Regions from separate parts of the Zea mays genome. Here region 1 is linked to region 2. Evidence: chromatin contacts called from public Hi-C data. All regions are on one chromosome and are shown on one strand. Each heading gives the region's core, a stretch centred on a gene start, on an enhancer-like site or on the middle of the called end of the contact. The rest is flanking DNA. Distances are from core to core; before and after follow the strand shown. Region 1 overlaps LOC100283836. Region 2 has its middle 79 kb from the start of LOC542488.

Evidence for each region. A called contact is a pair of places that touch in the nucleus more often than the background predicts.
Region 1: a contact with region 2 is called in a Hi-C map of tassel, with 4 times the contacts expected there. The contact joins two enhancer-like sites. A contact is called at or near these places in 2 of 25 Hi-C or Micro-C datasets (ear and tassel).

Annotation. Positions count from the first base shown.
Region 1 is chr1:158,892,337-158,898,067 of Zm-B73-REFERENCE-NAM-5.0, forward strand. It overlaps LOC100283836, which reads right to left. Exons shown (of 8, transcript NM_001156734.1): 8 at 5,729-5,731. Among protein-coding and RNA genes, the nearest start is that of LOC100283836, 9.4 kb to the right of the region's middle. Within about 2 kb of position 2,590, at least 15 of the 20 cell types and tissues checked have an H3K27ac peak or open chromatin away from gene starts, as enhancers often do. A contact at or near this core is called in ear and tassel, where this site is marked.
Region 2 is chr1:158,752,472-158,758,419 of Zm-B73-REFERENCE-NAM-5.0, forward strand. No RefSeq gene overlaps it. Among protein-coding and RNA genes, the nearest start is that of LOC542488, 79 kb to the left of the region's middle. Within about 2 kb of position 3,695, at least 11 of the 20 cell types and tissues checked have an H3K27ac peak or open chromatin away from gene starts, as enhancers often do. A contact at or near this core is called in ear and tassel, where this site is marked.

The DNA of each region.
Region 1 (5,731 bases), core at 1,340-3,839, 140 kb after region 2:
TGAGTTTTTCTGACGATTTCTGACCTTCTGACCATTTCTGACCTCTGTGGCGAAGTCGACCGTTGGAGCCACGGCGCTCGTGGCACACCGGACAGTCTGGTGTAACCTTCCGACCGTTGGTGAAGTCCACGTGTTGCCCGCTGATCACGCAGCCGTCCGTTGGCTTGGGCGCGGCTGACTCACTGGACAGTCTGGTGTATACCAGACAGTCCCGTGAATTATAGATGCGGTGCGCTGAGTTTTTCCCAAGAGCGGCCTGTTCGCCGGGGCGCCAGCCTGGGCACCGGACACTGTCCGATGCACACCGGACAGTCCGGTGCACCACAGGCTGGTGCAAGTCTGACTTGCTTGAGCCAAACTTCTACAATCCAAATTCTCTTGATTTGACAAGGTTTCTAGCACCTAGTAGAATAATGTCAGTACAAAAAACAATTTACTAAGGCTAAAGTCATACCTTGCTTTTTCATTTGCATCTCTTTGACACTTTACACAAAACAATATGTGTTGAGCATATAATCACCAAAACATTTATAGAAATGGCCGAAAGGTACATTCCCTTTCAACGATGGCATAAGAGACCTACAAGAACATGACGATGGCAAATTTTCGAGCGCAACATGAGTCCTCCATGGCGATACCTGGAGGAGTTGGGAAAGCTAAGGGGTCCCTAACGACGTCTCCAAGGAGGTTAGCGGCTTCGAAGGCGTCACTGTCGCTGCACATACTACATATGGCATGGCTTTCGCATGGTTACCCCAAACCCCGGTCTCCTGGCAACGAGGAAGGAGGCCCAGACCATACTCCTCTCAGGCGACCAGAGACGACGATGACGGTCGACGGTAGAAGTGCAACCATGAAGGCGAGGAGACGATGAGGGCCCAAGGGAGCAGAATCTGCTAAAGCCGACGCCCACTATAGTGGCAGGGGCTGAGCTGCCAATGGAGCTGGCCACGTGTGTTGCGCGCGAGCCGCGGTGCCACGAGTGCGCCGACATGCGGCAAGCTGTTGATGTGGTGGTGCCATGAGCGTCACCACGCGCTGTGCAAACCGTCGATGCCACGCTAAGAGTGCCACTACACATAGATCCTGTCGGAACAGACCCAGCACCAGGAGGATGGATCCGGCACTAGGGTGGTGGGATCTGGCGATCACGGCCAGGGTCCCACGGTAGCGATGAGGCTGGTGGCCGGATCTAGCAGCACGGTGCCACGATGCGCGACGATGAGGAAACCCAGACAGAGGAGCAGAAGCGACCAGAGGCCGGCGTCAGGTGGATCTAGCTAGAGGGAGGCGGTTAGCCCGACGCGCGCCAGGACTGGTCGGCGAGAGGCGTGGCGGTCGGGACAGGCAGGGCTAGAGCTAAGATTTCGGTGGCTCGGGGCGAACATAAAAATTAGGCCTCATATATAGGTTAATATTTTTTAGTGTACATATATATAATGTTATATTATATTGATAACAATTAATGTGATATAAAAATATTATATCAAATAAATTTTACAATACCTCAAAAGTTTCTTCTAACATTTCTTGAGACAAAATCATCAATGATTGTGTTAATATTAATCTTATCTAATATTTTTTCTCAATATGCAAGATGGCCAAATGATTCAATCGTTCTTGAGAGATTTTATAGACCTCATACAATTCTTCAATTATTTGAATATAAAAAAACTCATTTTTATTCGATGCCACCATGACAGGTATAGTAAATAATATTTTATAAGCTAGAGAAACATTATGATAGTAATCCATCTTATTGACATACTTAAATATCTTCGTAGAAGACATAGGTGGTTCTAGCAAACTTAACTTCAAAACTCTCAACTTAGAGATTAGATTATTTAACTCAACATTAAGTATCTTGTTAGCTATATAATTAATTGTAAGCTATGGGGCCTATAGGATTTGGGGGCTTGGCCCTAGGGGCAGCGGTGACTAGATAGAGACACGACCGGCGTCCGAAGGATCCAACCGGCGGGAGGCAAAGAAGATGGCAGCACCGGCGTCGAGGAAGAGGGGGGCGAGGGGACAGAGAGGGGTGGGCCGCCGCTGGCGGTGGTGTCTGACAACCCTAGGGTTTGGGGGGTGCTGGCGCAAACTCAGGAAGAATACTGACAAGGTGAGTGTCTAAAAAATTTATAGTGTAAAATTTAGAGACTATTACCATCCCTAATTATGAGTGATTTTAGTGAGATTATATCTCCTTTTTTTCTCTCTCGCTCCGTCCTGTCAATATGCTACGTAGTACCTTGAGCAGCGCAGAGATTTATAGATTCTATCTATATACATACATTAGGCAGTAGCACAGACTCCTTTGCCACGTCAGCGCGTCGCGCTGGCTATGCCCCTGCTACTGCTAGCCTGCCACTCGGTCCGGCGGCCCGGCCCACACGCGCGCGAGCGGCTCTTCGGCACGGCACGAGTGGACGCATGGATGATAGCGACGGATCCAGCAGCAGCACGAGCCGACGAGGCGACGACGACGACGACCCTGCCTGCGGCTGCCACAGGCACAGCTGCACGGCGCGGTGGCTACGACGATCCATGCATGGCATGAGGGACCAGCAGCATGGTGGTGTGTCCAGGCCTCCGGGGAGAGCACAGTCCGTGTTTCTGGCCACGACGTGCATGCATGGGCCAGAGGCCCAGAGATCTCTGCTCGGCCACCCGGCTGCTCTGCTGCAGGCCCTGCTCTGATAGTCTGATGGGAATCATGGGATACGCGACGCCACGGGGAGCCGAGCTGGAGAGAAGGGTACATACCCATCCCGACCGAAATAACTGACCGTACGTCCTACATTTTCTAAAAGCTCCTTATTCGGCTTTACTTTAATCCATATTGATTTCTACTGCTTCTATAGTTTAAATTACAGTTGCATTAGTCTAAACTGCTAGCATCGGCACACATGAGGACGGACACGGACCTGATCGACAGGCCGCTGCTGCGCGAGCTAGCAGGAGTATCTTGCCGCCTGCTCAACAGCAACAGAAGCCTTGGCGCGCCGTTGCTGTCCGTCAGTACTCAGCATTGTTGACAGCAGGAAGGAAGGGGCGGACGGACGGACGGGTAACGTCGCTGTCCGTCAGTCCTCACTCACTAGTCCAGTCCTGCAGTGCGACCCGCCCGGGACAGCGAGTGGGGCCCCGCCTCCCCGCGCGCGCCGGGCGGGGGCGGCGGGCCCGGCACCGGCACCGGCACTGGCACTGGCAGGGGGGCACCGCCGGCGTGCGTAGCGGGGCGGTTGTCTCTTCTGCTTCTGGCCTCACCACCACCACACCGTCCAGTCCAGTACTGCTAGCACCAGCTGGGGAAGAACAACTGAAACAAACAACTGTGTCACGTACGTACGAACGTACGTCGGGACGATTAGGACTAATACCGGCTGCCATCATGGCAGCCTGGCACACTACACACACAGGCATCGACGTCGTACCCACGCCATCATTCGTGTCCGTATTGCAGGAGGCCCGGGGCCTACACCGGATTTTTTTTTAAAAAAAATTATAGTATATTCGTTTCTAGTGATCTATTGAAAAAAAAATAGTCACTACATGGCACAAGAAGTTTTCTTATGACGTATAACCAAGCTCATCACAATCAACCATATGATCGCTCTAATGACCTATTATAAGATTCGAATGAACTAGGTTGTAGTGAGCTTCAACGCCACAATCACACAGCCATAGGATCGGCCCCTTTTGCCTTGGCTAAGCTCTGCCCAACGATACTTAGATCCGTAGACCCGCTCGGTGAAACAAAACTTCTAATATATGTGCTATAAACGATGATAGATTGTTAACTCTAGGAAGATAAATATAGGTTTAGGAGAAACAAAGGTACACTTACTAAGCATGTGCCTATAAGCGTAATTAATCTACCTAAACAAATCTGCTTGTACATCAAAACAAAAACTGATTCAACCCATATAACCAGGGTTACAGAATACACTTAACATAGACCAAAATAACGTTTATAAATTGAGTAGAAGGGAGGTATACCTCGCTATCAAAGGTCTATTGATCAAATACAAGCATCCAAGGTTGAATTAACTGATTGGAGAAGATTAAAAGAATTAGGCAGTGAAGGAGAGAGATGAGAAACATGCGAGGTCCGCCTGTGCCAGACAGTTGGCTAAATTCATCTAAATTGGAGTTCAGCACTATAGACTACTCCCTCCGTTTTATTTTAGTTGACGTTGGATAGTGCAAAATTGAACTATCCAGCGACAACTAAAAAGAAACAGAGGGAGTATATATTATTGTCGTCGAGGTCGAAATCAAGATCTATAGCGTTAATATCACAGCATAACCCCAGAACTACGGTCACGTCCGCGCCTATTTGTACCGACGTACCGTAATAACTCACCTTATGACATGTAGTGTTGATTTGCATAACCTCAAACCGTATGATTTAAACACGATAATAGCCCTAATACGAATATGAACATGGGTTTTTGAGAGGGTGGGGGGAGCTAAACACACACACACACACACAAATATCGGTGGACCTACCGGACGGACGGACGGTGTCGGCGTCGGCGTACATGGCGCGCATCATGCGATGCATGGGTCCAGTCGCCCAGCAGCGGTCGTCGCGTCCCGACCGCTCGCTCTCGGAACAACACGTCGTGCGAGGGGAGAAATTAATAAACCGGGCGGGGCGAGAGGCCGGGATGGATGAGCGAGCCACATGCATGGTCCCCGATGGGGTCTGTCCACCCCACCGCTCGCTCGTCGTCTTTCCTGTCCTCTCGGCCATACCAGGTAGGCAGGTACGTGCGTGAATGAAACGAATGATGAGCATTGAGTATGTAGACTCGGTCACTTGTGCACGTACGTACGCGTACGAGTAGTGTGCATGCATGTCGAAAGCAACCGTGGGCGACGTGTACGTCGCAGCGTACGCTTGATGAGGCCAATCATGGAGACAGGTACTACGTACGCTTTGCTATACGACGTACAGCTACGGGACGGGAGTGAGGCAGACACTGTAATATAAACAGTGAGTGGGCAGCGGAAGGGCCGGGGGTCCAACAAGCGATAGGAAACGAATTAAGGTGTGTGTGCACGTCACGCGGGGACCATCCGAACCCATATGCATGCATGGATGCTACTGCAGTACTGCTATCTAGCACTGGTCTGTCAGCCGGTCAATCACAACTTCACAAGGAGATAGATGAAGTGGAGGGAGCTGATCGAGCTGAGAGGTCGGGGTCACCCCCGGCCGGCAGCGTAGACTTGATGGACTCGTGGCCGTGGCACGTACCACTGGGGCCACACGCCACTACCGGCGCAAGCAGCCGCTGCAACGCATATGCCATGCCCCCGGCTATGTGACGATGCGCTCGGCGGGCATGTGGCTACCAGGTAAAGCAGGCGCATTGGCTGCTCTGCTCAGTGCCAGTCTGCGCCTCTGCGGGCGGGCGACCGACCGGGTTGGACGCGTCCCATCCACCGGCCGCCGTCCTCCAGTCAGTGCCCGCGCCACCAGCACCAGCGCGTACGGGGCCGGCAAAAGTCGCCGCCCCGCACCGCCGGGCAGGCCGGGCCCTGACCTGCTGCAGCGCAACTAGCCAACTAGGTGGTATCCAAGATCATCTGGCACCGGCACCAGTAGCTCTAATTCGAAAAGGGAGTAGTAGCACAGGACGGCTAAAAGCACCCGCAGCAGCATCAATCAAACTCGAAAGACGGAAACGCAACAGGTCCCAGTGAACGGGCCGTGGCC
Region 2 (5,948 bases), core at 2,445-4,944:
AGTCATCACAAAAAGTTCCCATGTAGTAGTCTTCTAGCTTTTTTGTACCTATGATAAAAAAGGAAGCTACCAAGACTCATGCTAGAACATGTCCAATATTTTTAAAACCTTTTCACTCATAGCAATGGTCATTGTCTTAATACTCAATTCTGCACCAAGACACCATTTATCAAGCAACTCCTTTGTTTCACAAAAAACTTACATAGAATAGTTTTGAACTAGGATATGATGTACTTAAAAGTAATAAATTAAGGTCATAAACCTTTCTCAAAAACCGAAATACATTTGTAGCAATTTTAATTCATCATCATTAGGGGTAATTTTCATATATTTGTGTCGATTTGATGTCTTGAGTATAATGAAAGCATCTTTGTAGTACAAGGCATCCTTAACCATCAAATATGTTGAGTTCCATCTTGTTGAATTCCCTTTATTGTATCCAACCCACACTCAATAGCACACTTCATAAGCTCTTCTCATTGTAAGGATAACCCTTCATAGTCAGTATCAAGGCTTTAATCTTCCCAAGTGCTTTAGAAATAACAACCAACCCATATCTTGCAACCAAATTAAGTATGTGACAAGAAAATAAAATATAAAAACATCCCATGACACACCAAATAAGCTTGTCTATTCACTTGAAAATCAATAATAATACCATTGGCCACCACAAAAATATTCTATGCATTGTCTAAAGTCAAGACAAACAACTTGTTATCAACAATCCACTTAAACCATGACTTCAATTTAGTAAACTGTCTCTAAAAACTTATGACAAGTATGACTTCCTTCCACGTGAAAGAAACCCACAACTCTCCTTTGAATACGCCACTCATCATTTATTCAATGCAATGTGGCACACAAATACCCTTTATTCTACCAGTGACTCTAGGCTTGAATGTAAATCTAAGACACATGGAATAGATGAATCAACAAAGTAGTCATGCTCAACAATTTTGAATGGGTACTCATGTATGATTATTGTCGAATAGAACCTTTTGAGAGTTGTCTCATAATCAAGCTTATAAGGAACACCATTGGTAACATCTTTATCAAGGTCTGTTTTAGCCCTAAGTTGCAACTTCCCTTTCAGAATACTATGTTGTGACTTCAAATGATTATGAAATGCATTTGTTTCATTGTTAGACTCAGCCTTGTAGCTCTACTTGGAATTTGAGAAATTGCAATTGCCCCACAACTAGGGATGGATCCAGATACTTATTCGATGGTTAATTTTTTGGTCTTCTTTAATCAATTGTGAACAAATAACATATAGATTTTGCTATGTAAATTTATATTCTTGTTTTTAGCATTGAGCCTATTAATATTCATTAAAAGTAAGCCTCAAATTTGGTCTATATATTATTAAGTAATTGATATAAAATTTTAATATGGATACAAATACGGATTCCAATGTTTTTCACCTTTTTTGTTGTAGGGAGAAAATAAAGCACATAAAAAATTATAAACAATTTTATTCTTGTACTTCATAATATTCTTAACAACATGACTAAAAATTAGCACCAATTGTTTTTGCATATCTATGTTAAAATATTAGATTTGTCATATAATTCTGAATGTTTAGGAACATCCCTACCCACAACTACTCATACTTCTTGCCACCCTCCTCTATGACAATAGTATGCTTGGTGAAATACATTGGCATAGTAGAGGTGCACCTCTTTGCCCTCTTTGATGAACCCACAACCCCTTCTTTGTCATCAAGGGCTACTATATCTCCAGCAACAATAACATCCGGTTCTTGGGTATTATGGTTAGTGTTAACACCACCAACTTTAGTTCTAGGTCTCCATGTTGTTGTGCCACCGCCACCACTGGTGCTAGTGCCAACCACTTGATTTTCATCTGCATTTTTTGTGCTGAAGGTGAGGTGGACACACTAATAAGTTGACTCTCATAGGTAGACTTTGACCACCAACTTCACTTGCTTCCCTCTTGTTTCCTTACATAAAATCAACAGTAATACAACTTGATTATATTTGTATGCCACCAAGAAATGAATGGATATTTGTTAGTCTGCTAGACTACTTGTGCTACTATCTAACATCTCAAGTCTCAACAAGTGGGCAAGTGAGAGACCTGCACTGCTACACATACATAAAATAGATTTGGATACAATGTTGTTGCCTTTGACAAAAGCTCATGGTGGTGATGGCTAGGGCAGAAAACGAGTCGACCTGAGCTGGTGAACCAGCGAGCCAGGCCCAGTTCGACTTAGTTGTATTGTGAGCTGAAAGATGAGACTTGGTTCCACTCGATGGTAGCTCACAAGCTAGCTCTTGAGCCTCCACACTAAATCACATATAGAGTATAAATGGTATACTTATATTATTATATAATTATGTACCAAAAAAATCTAGCAACATTTTTCAGACTACACCTAGCATTGAGTCTATAAAAATAAGAAAATAAATCCACACAACAATAATATAATAGTATAACGGTGTAACACCGTATCGATGAGGCTAGCTCACGAGCCTAACCAAGCTGGCTTGATTCGCTGCTCCAATGAACCGCAAAAGTGCACAAAATCATTTAGGCTGGCGAGTCTCTCTGAGTGGAACAGGCCCAACCCTGTTTATGACACTCAAGTTATTTTTCAACCCAAGTGGTGGCGTCGATAGAGTTGAAAGTTTAGGTCGCGCCAAGCCAGCACCGCCAAGGCCTATCGTGCTCTGATCTAACTTTTTTTGGGCTAGCACGGTACTGAATAATTTCGGACTGGGTCGTGCCGTGCCCAGATACTAAAAGCTAGACCCGGCTTGGCCCAAAAGCACTACGTGCCAGCCCAAGCACATCACGTAGAAAAAAACTTGTACATGTCTAAAAAAATACATCTTCAAATTATTCATAACTTTTCTATAGGTTAAAAATCAAATGAGATTGTATAACTTTTGTGAAGAGATAAAAATTATTAGAGCATGAAATAACCACTAAAACACTAGTTTTCTACCTTGTGCCTTACTTCCTGCCATATCGACCCGAACACAGCTCTCATCTAGTCGTGTCGTGCCATGCTATCTATCGTGTTTAAGTTTGAGGCACGATACGACCTGACCATTGGTGCCCTACTGGTCTGGTCTATTTTTCTTCGCGTCGTGTCGTGCCGTGCCGTGCCGTTTCCAAATAGCCCGGCCAAAACTTAAGTCTAAATTGGCAACATGGAAACAACGTTGATCCGGTGGCTTCCATTTTCCGCCGCGGGCAGCAGCCCACCACCAAATCCCAGGAAAAAGGCAGCGAGTCGATGGAAGCATGCTGTAGCGGCGCTGTTGCATGGGAGCATTTAAGAGGCTGCGGGTACAACGCTGGCAGCGCACAGCGGCGAGCGAGACGTGAGAACGGCAAAGGTGAGCGGCGCAAGGAAACGCCCATGCACCTGCGTGTGTGCCATTGGGCACCTGGCCTGGCAAATGGCAAGCTTGGAGCTAGCTGACACCCCTGTGGGCTGTGTGGCCTGTGGCAACCTGGCCGGCAGGCATGCATACGGCAGCCGCAGGGCGCCCGCTAGCTCGAGACCCTGCGTGCTGCGTGCAGGCGCCTACGACGTACTCCTACCGTCCTACGGGTCTATACGTACTCCTACGTACAAGTAGACCGCAGCTGCTGGTACCCTGGTACGTGTGTGTGGTCACTGTGCGGCAGCGACCCTGGCAGCTGCTCAGGCCGGCCGGTCGGTCATGCAGATGCTGCATGCGCGCGGTGGATCAGGGAGCGGGACGTTTCGTCTCACCAGCGTACGGTACGGCAGTCACCTATCAGGTGACGCGACGTCTTGGCACCTGTAGGCTATGAGTACACTAGTACTTTTGCCTACAGCCTCCGGACGGACCGATGGATCACTCACGCGGCATCACGCACTACGACGTACGAGTACTCCGGCCCTCCGTCCATATATATAAAAAAAGGACCGGAACAATCCTAATTTCTACATCGTGCTAATGGCCACATGGAGTCACGCTAGGCTATGTCCAATAGGTCCTGTATTATCTATTATCTCATCCTCTTTTTTTAAAGCTTCACTCTACTGAACAATATCAAACATTATCATTTATGGTACTGTGAGTAACGGAGCTAGAAAAAAATTAGAAGGGACTAAACTAAACTGTTACAGTATAAGAGCTCCTTCTACATTATATTGTGTAAATTTCGAATGTTAGAGAGGCTCCGGGTGGGACTCCATTGATTCGTGGCGATAGGGTGGCTCGAGCCCTGTCCACCCCGCCACTGCCTCCATCCCTGAGTGCCGCCTTCCCTTATTTTATATGGTCCACCGAAGACAACCTTAACACCATGCCTCATAATTTTATAACCAGCACAAGTAGAGCACAAAAATAACAATAAATAACAAAACAAACACTAGCATATCTCCACGTTACTGAGGAAGCCACAAAAACTAAGGTTTCATGAAATCCTATCCCCTTCTCAGTGCAATAGAGCAAGTTTAAAGCTTTAGAGTTCTTACTATATTTTTAGAGCGAGTACAAACTTCCTAGAGAGCACACAAGAGATTATAAGGCTGGTGCCAGTGCAGGCGGGAAGCACGGGCGAGAGGAGCGTACGGGGGCGAGAGTGGGACGGGAGAGGGGCGGGAGAGCGGGAGCGGGCGATGGCCGCGTCGCCCGGCGACAGCGTGCCTGTCGCCTCGCTCTCGCCTGCACTGGAGAGCGTGCTCGGGCGAGAGGAGGGCGGGAGCGGGGTCCACGTGTGCTAGCCGTTGCAACTAGCCGTTTTTTACCGTTTGGAGTCCAAAAAATTCGAAAAAATTGCAAAAAATCACAAATTTCATCCCCAATCCCTCTATATATACCCCTACCCGGGTGGAGCTCATTCCACACACCATTCCATCTCATTTTTCTCTTCCAAACTCCCCTTTCTTCACACAATGTCGGGTTGGTCCCCAGATTTGAACACCTTCACGGATCTCTTGCAGTCCGATGGGTCACCTACAACCCTTCCGTTAGATGAGTCTTCTTCATTACATCGTCGCTCCGATGTTTCAGCCTCACTCCCCCGTGCACTATTTCCGGCTGCACGTCCACCACCATACCCTTATCCCTATCATTTGTATCAATATCCATCGTCTTCATATGGTCAACCTCCAACTTCCCAAGCCGGAATTCAAGCCTCATTCCCGGTACGTCCGTATGCCCCTCCCCCACCTGCTGCGGACGGAAGTCAAGCTTCTTTCCAGATACCTCCATACGCCCCTCCTCCATATGCTCCACCTCCGTATGGAGTACCTCCTTATGCTCCATATGCTCCACCTCCATATGGAGCACCTCATCCATATGCTCCACCTACGTATGGAGCACCTCCTCCAGTTGCACCTTTATCTGTTGGATCTGAAAACCAAGCTGAGGAAAATCCCGTGCCGAAGGAAAAGCGTCCAAAGAGGCTAGAGTGGACGAAGGAAGACGAGGAAAAGCTGGTGAGTGAATCGTTTCTCATTTATTTAATCTTGATTTTTTTAGTTTACTTATATTATAGGTTTTATTGTAGGTTAATGCTTGGTTTATGCATTCTAATGATCCCATCTCCGGCAACAATAAGAGCGGATCAAGTTTCTGGGGCCAAATAGTGGCAACATATAACTCCACCTCCGACCCTATCTGTCATCGAACCGCCAAGCAACTTAAAGATCATTGGGTCACCTACAACCGGGAGGTGACCAAGTTCAATGGATTCTACCTCCAAGAAGAAAGGTTGCGTCAGAGCGGAGCTGACGATTCAATGGTCATGGATGCAGCAATGGCGAGGTTCGAGGGTAAAATGGGGCATCCATTTAAGCGCCATCATTGGTGGCAAGTTGTTCGCCACGAGCCCAAGTGGTCAGCAAAGCATGGTCTTGGTAATGGATCTGATTCGACTGCGAATAAGAGAACCCGACTCGGAGTCTCTGGTGAATATAGTTCTGGAGGCACTGA